Regions from separate parts of the Neogale vison genome. Here region 1 is linked to region 2. Evidence: chromatin contacts called from public Hi-C data. All regions are on one chromosome and are shown on one strand. The core of a region is the stretch at or near the end of the contact, and the rest is flanking DNA. Distances in the headings are between cores, read along the strand shown. Region 1 has its middle 140 kb from the start of MED13L. Region 2 has its middle 110 kb from the start of SPRING1.

Region 1 (3,459 bases), core at 533-3,032, 100 kb before region 2:
TAAAGTCAGGGTAGGGATCAGGGTAGGGATCTGACCCTGGGGCCTTGGGCCCGTTACTCCACCTCTCTTGGCCTCTATCTCCTTATCTGCAAAATGGGGACCACCACAACTACTAGTTAGGGCTTCCCTGGGTATGAAATGAGCTGAATGTATGGGAAGTCGGAAGCACAGTGCCTAGACGGGTTTCATAAATGTGTCCTTGGGAAAGCAGGAGTGGGGAAGAGTGACTGTCTTGCAGCTGTGCTCAGGGCTTCTGTACATTCTGCTCGTTTTACACTGGGGCTGGGGGCTCAGAAATGCGAAGTGAGCTCCCCCAGGGTCATAGAGCAACTGAGGGGCAGAACTCTGCACCTAACGTCCTGTGTTACCTCTGTGTCTATGTCCCCATTGCTGGGCTGATGATTTGGAGGATCTCATTCTCTTCTAGTTTTTGTTTTTTTGTTTTTTTTTTTAAGATATTATTTATTTATTTGACAGAGAGAGCGATCAAAAGTAGGCAGAGTGGAAGGCAGAGAGAGAGAGTTCAGAAGCAGGCTCCCTGCTGAGCAGAGAGCCCGATGCAGGGCTCAATCCCAGGACCCTGGGATCATGACCTGAACCAAAGGCAGAGGCTTTAACCCAATGAGCCACCCAGGTGCCCCCTCATTCTGTTCAATCTCCAAGATCCCAGTTTCTTCAAGGTCCATCTCCTGAGAGGGGCGGGGATGGCTTGCCTGCCTGTCCATCTGGTCTCCTGGCCAGCCGGCAGTGCCCATAGGCTGCCCTCCCTCCCTTCCTGCGCCCTCTCTCCTCTCCTTTCGGTAGCTTAAGAGCATCACCTGCTTCTTGCACAATGACTCAGCCAGGGAGAGCAGGCTCGGGTCCTACAGGTGTTTCTGCTCCTGGCTAATTTGTTTTCACCAAGTTGCCAGGCTGATAGTTGTGCAAAGCTCCCTGTAAGCTGGAAATGGCTGTTTGCTGGCATTGTGGTGGCAGGGTCCAGAGGTCTTACTAACTCGGATTCAGCAAAAATGGCTCCTCTTTACAAGCCCTCCTAATGAAGTTAGTTGTCAGAAAAAAGAAAGTCAGGAAAACAAAACAAACAAAAAAAAACCACCATAAAATATGTGGGAAGTGACCCCTGTTGGGAACTGAAAACAGTCACAGCTTGGCATGATCTGTCCTTGCTCAGTTCCTGTCATCTGCTCTCACTCTTCACGGCTGACCCCTTCCTTCTCTTCCTTCAGGTCTTGTCTGAAAACATCACCTCCTCAGGGCAGCCCTCCTAGATTTTTCATCTAAGTCGGTACCCTCCCCCACCATTCTTCACATCCTCATTTCCTGCTTGCTTCCTGGAGCACCCTTAATCCAAATTATGATTTTACACATTCCTTTTGACTTACTGGCAGTTTCTGCCAGAGGCAGGGCCCCCGCCTGTGTGCTTTACTCTTCTATAAACCAGCTCTGTCAGCGCCTAGCACGTAGTAGGCACTCAGGGTATTTTGAGAACCTTTCTTGGAGCAGTGAGGGCTGCCCAGGGAAGCTGCTCTTTGGCAGTGAGAACACGCTGAGCCGGAGGGTCCTCTAGCGGGAAGCTGACTTCATTCCTCTGTCCCCATCCTAAACTCGTCCAGAGGCTACCCAGAGGGAACCGTGCATACAACTCTTTTTGCAGCTTTTCAGACTTCCGAACAAGCTGCCTTCCCAAGAAAACACATGACACAGAGGCTTCTTTCTCCCCCTCCTGCTCAGCCAGCCAGTGTCCCAAGGAACAGCTCTTTGTTTACGATAATAAAGCGGGGGCCATGGCAACGCATTGTGATGTCATGGGAGTGTGAGGTCATAAATCCTTCCAGAGGAAGAATGGACGCTGCGGACACAATGGGCCCCGCGCTTCCCCTGGCCTGGCTGGGGCTGCTGCCAGATAAGTTTTTCTTATACCAGGTGGATCATTTCTTTTTCTTTGTTCCTTTCTTCCCCCTCTCCCTCTTAACGCATTTGTGTTCGTCCTTGGAGGAAAAAAAAAGGGGGGGGGGAATTAAAATAAATAAATAAAAAGTTTTAAAAGACTCGGAGTGGAAAGATTTCTCCCAGGAATTTCCTGTTGGCTGATGTCCAGTTCGGGGATGCCAGCAATAACGCGAACAAGGCTTGCTCGTCCCAGACCTGCAGCGAGAGAACCGCCCCAACTTCCCGGTTTCGTGGCTAAAATACGGCAAAGCCTTGGAGAGTTTCTGGGCTCTGGACCACGGGGTTTGGGGGGAAGTAAAGTATTTCTCTTGCTCACTCTCTCCGTCTTGTCTTCTACTCAATCTTTCTTTTGCTCTGTCTTGATCTTTTTCTTTTTGCTGATATCGATCCATCTGGCTCTCAGCCTCTGGTTTCTCCGTGTTTCTCTGCTACTCGGTCTCCTTCCATCTCGGTCTCAATCTCCTAGTCTCAGCCTCTCTGTGTTGTTCTTTCTCGGTGGTTCTCCTCCTGCTGAGAGTGTCTGTCTCTCCCAGTCTCTGTCTCAGTGAGCTTCACGGTTTTTGACTCACTGCCTCTCTTGCTCACTTTCCTCTCTTCCTTCCCCTGGGCTCATGTTACTGAAACGGATCAACATTTCTGACTCAGAAGACTGGGCTTTGTGATCTGCGGGTTGAGTGGCAAGGCACCCATATCTCCAGGCTGGGGGCTCCCAGGGGCAAGAGGCGCATCGGTATGGGGGGCACCCACTCGAGGGACACGTTGGGTCTATGATTCGGGAGCTGGACATGCAGCTGGAGCATTCGGCGCTGTGGGCCACCGTCTGCCGGGGCCCGCAGACATTTGGGTGACCTCCATCCCTCCCCGCCAGCCCCTTCTGTGCCATGGCCCCCCGCCACATAGCTGATCAGCAGAGGAGGATGCCTGTTTGGTTGGAGAGTGAAGGGGGGAGGGGGAATGGGGGAGGTTCTTCCAGACGTGGGCCAGCCCAGGCCCCCATCTGATCCACAGCCTCCTCTGGACAACCCGTACTGTGTTCTGCATCAGCCCCCATTTTTAACCTGAAGCCAGATTTTTCTGACTCAGACTTATTGACATGGGGCTGGATAGTTCTTTGGGTGGGACCTGTCCTGTGCATTGCAGGGTATTGAACAACCCTTGGCCTCGGCCCTCTAGATGCTGCAGGCCCTCTCCCTACAAACTGGGACACCCCAAAATGTCTCCAGACATTGCCCAGTGTTCCCCCGGGGGAATCATCCCTGATGGACAACCACTGGGGCTCTAAACCACCTTGGCTTTTCTTTCTTTTACCCAAATTCCTCCCTCTTATTTTCTCCCTTGTTGAAATCATCCATGGACCCCTATTATTATCATCTCAGCAGACATCTACACGGGACTTTCTATGTGCCAGGGACTAACTTGCCAGCACTTGTGTTGCAGGGCTGTGGCGAAGCTGATGGTGACAAAGCAGCACCCCTTCCCCCAGAGCCAGGGAGTTGTGACCGCTATTAT
Region 2 (3,423 bases), core at 299-2,798:
TTTGCTGGGACCAGATTGTCCAGCCCTCGTGGAGTTGATCCCAGACAGGCTCGTTTGACTTATTCAGAGAAAAACTCTGGTTGCAGCCACATACTGTACCCCTCACCCTGGCCAAATATGTTGCAATCCTCGTTAAAGGTCCCAACAGCTGTTGTCCAGGAATCCTGAGCCCACCTTCTGGATCCATCTCCAGATGGTACTCACATGCCCTCCACATGCCACTGGCCGCAGGAGGAGACTACAGAGATGGTCTAGGCTTAGCCTCAGACTAAAATAAGACAAGGTACAAGCATACTGTAGGTTCTCCATAACTGTCTGCTGAATGAATGAGTGAATAATTGAATAAATGCATGGGTGGATGGACAGATGGACAGATGGACAGATGGGGGGATGGATGGATAGGTGGACAGATGGATGGATGGATGGATGGACGGACGAATGGACAGATGGATGGATGGATGGATGGACAGATGGATGAATGGACAGATGGATGGATGGATGGATAGACGGATGGATGGACAGATGGACAGATGGATGGATGGATGGGTGGGTAGATGGATGGATGGATGGTGGATGGATGGACAGATGGATGGATGGATAGATGGATGGGGGATGGATGGACAGATGGATGGATACTTTTTTGTAGCCATTTATTCATCAATGTTTGGGGCTTTGTACTTGGTTCAAGTTCTATGGGCTGATAAAAAGGGTTTTGTCTCTTCCAATGACGTTTCCATCCCCATATTAACTAGAACAGTTCTCTTCTCTTTAAAGGAGACACCTCCTTCCTCAGAAAACTTTAAAAATGCAACCACCATACAATGTAGCAATCCCACTTCTGGGTATATATCCAAAGGAAATGAAATCACGATGTCGAAGCAGTACCTGCACCTCCATGATCACTGAAACAGTATTCACAATAGCCAAGACCTGGAAACAACTTAAGTGTCCACTGACAGATGAATGGACAAAGAAGATGTGGTATATACACACAATGGAATGTTATTCAACCATAAAAAAAAGAAGGAAATCCTGCCATTTGCAATAACATGAACCTGGAGACCATTATGCTAAAGTGACATAAGCCAGACACAGAAACACAAATACTGCAGAGTATCACTTATATGTGGAATTTTAAAAAGTCGGTCTCGCAGAAGCAGAAGGGAGGACGGTGGTTGCCAGCAGCGGGGAGGACCGGAGAAATGGGGATGTGTTGGTCAAAGAACACAAACTCCCAGCAAGAAGCTGAGCAAGTTCTGGGCATCTAACAGACAGCACGGTGACCGCAGCTAACAATATTATGTTGTATACTTGATACTAAGAGCGTAGAACTTCAGTCTTCTCACCACACATGCAGAAAATCGTAACTATGGAAAATAAAAATAACAGGTCCGCCTCTGTCTCGTTCATTTTAAAATTCTTTTCTCTCACTTCTGACTCAAAACAAGCCCGGTAGCACAGCGAGTACAGGGAGATTGCAAATATAGTCTCTTCTTTGAAAAAGACCACGATCTCGCTCCTCCTCCCACCCAGCGGAAACTGGAGCACAGCTCAAGGAGACCTGCTGTCACAGGATCCTGCTTACGGGCACAAAAGCCGGGAAATTTCAGAGCCAATCTGGGCCAGGGGAGGCGGGAGCTCGTGAGTGGGGCTGAAATGATTCTTCCAGACTGTGGAGAGGAGAACGGTCTGCCTGCCGGCCAGCCTGCCCAGCAGCAAACAGGAAATCCCAGAATTTATAGATGACCCCGTTACAAGGCAAATGTTTTGGAACAAATTGTTCTTCTTTTAAATCCTTGTTTTCCACTAGTTTTTCTTTCTGGGTCCCCCCCCCACCTCCTTTCCACCTTCCCGCTGCCCTTGCTAAACCGGGGCCACAGCGCCACCTGCTGCCCATCGTGGGCAGCGGGGCTCCGCTGGGACCAGTCCTGGGTCCTCTCCCCACGTTCCTGAACTTACAATGGGTGGGAGAGTGGCTTTCTGGCTCCTGCCCCAAGAGTCTGTGCTTAAGATCACGTATCAAGCCGTAAGAGAACCGCTCCTGCGGTTTTCGTGTGGCCTGAAGACTCCCGGCAAACTCTCTCCCCATCGCCGTGCCCTGGGACAGCCATGGCTGCCTGGTGGATAAAGCAAGTCGTGCGACATCACCACCCGAGGCTGGGTCTCCACTCCCCAAAAACCAGCTGTGAAGCTCTAGCTGTGCCAGCCCCACAAGCCTCAGTTTCTTCTGGCCCAACTACAGCTCCTTCGCCAGGTGGTATGGAAAACAAATGAAGCACCCGGCCCACGGAAGATGCTTCGGCAACATTGTCTTCCTTTCTCTCCTCATTGCAATGTCGCTCATTGGGCAGGGGCAGCGTGGCGAATCTTGGAGGCAAAGGGCGGACCTTGGAAAAATGGCCCGCGTCTCTCCTTCCGAAAGTGAGAGCCCCACCAAGGCCACACCCGCACCCAGGAAAAAGCACCCAGGAAAAAACCTCAGCAAAGCCCCTGCTGATGAGCTAAGCGACCTTGAGAGGGCTGCTTCTCCCTCCTCTATCTCTGTTACTCACCTGTCCCTGGAGACAGTAATAGTAACCATGCCCCAGTGGGTTACCAGGAGCACTAAAATGAGGGTACATACAGCATTTAGTAGAGGGATTGCAGCGAGTCCAGTCCCCCACGGTCTAGCCATAATACAATCATTATTATGAGAGGAACACTCTGCCTGACACATAATAAGCTTTTAATAAATACCTGAGGAATCAATGAAAGAGACCACCAGAGAACATAGGTCAGGACACTTCGATTAGTTACTGTCTAGTCCCCGATGTGCCGTGAGACATCGCGGCTGCCTTCTCTTTGTCCAGAAAACTTTCTTTTTGTGTCTGGGGCCCTCTGCCTCAGACCTCAGTTTTTCCTCCTGTCAGATGGGCATGATTCCTGTCTTACCTATTGATCAGAGAGCAGGGGATCTGCCAAGTAATGTACGTCCAACAGGAAGGAAGGAGTCTTTATTTTCATGTGGGGTGGTTTCCTGTATCCAGTGGCTTTGCCATTTTCCTCCAAAGGCTCTCGGGGCTCTCTGGGACAAGTGGGCTCCCTCCTGACACAAAGCGGTGGCCTTACGCCAAGCCCCAATTCACGAGGGGACTCAGGTGAGCTTTACGATAAAAAGGCTGGGCTCACGAGCTCTTCTGCTACTGACACAAGTTGAACACCCTCCAAGAAATGGGTCTCCTTATAGGAAAGCTCCTTCTCTAGCCCAGGGAGAGAGAATAACACTCAGTAGGTCTCCAGGAAGGCAACGAGCTAATGGGACACCTGGCAGGACAGTGGAGGATCAGGTGACATCAGGAAGCCAGGTTCAAGCAAGCAAGCTTGAACACCATAAGGAGACCTTTATTCGGTGGGCCCTGGAGAGCCACAAAGCACTTATAAGCA

What was found. Hi-C and Micro-C count contacts between places; a contact is called where the count stands out from the background.
Region 1: a contact with region 2 is called in a Hi-C map of fibroblasts, with 4 times the contacts expected there. The contact joins two enhancer-like sites. A contact is called at or near these places in 2 of 3 Hi-C or Micro-C datasets (fibroblasts and muscle).

Annotation. Positions count from the first base shown.
Region 1 is chr3:229,204,529-229,207,987 of ASM_NN_V1, reverse strand. No RefSeq gene overlaps it. Among named protein-coding and RNA genes, the nearest start is that of MED13L, 140 kb to the left of the region's middle. Within about 2 kb of position 1,782, the one cell type or tissue checked has open chromatin away from gene starts, as enhancers often do. A contact at or near this core is called in fibroblasts, where this site is marked.
Region 2 is chr3:229,099,861-229,103,283 of ASM_NN_V1, reverse strand. No RefSeq gene overlaps it. Among named protein-coding and RNA genes, the nearest start is that of SPRING1, 110 kb to the right of the region's middle. Within about 2 kb of position 1,548, the one cell type or tissue checked has open chromatin away from gene starts, as enhancers often do. A contact at or near this core is called in fibroblasts, where this site is marked.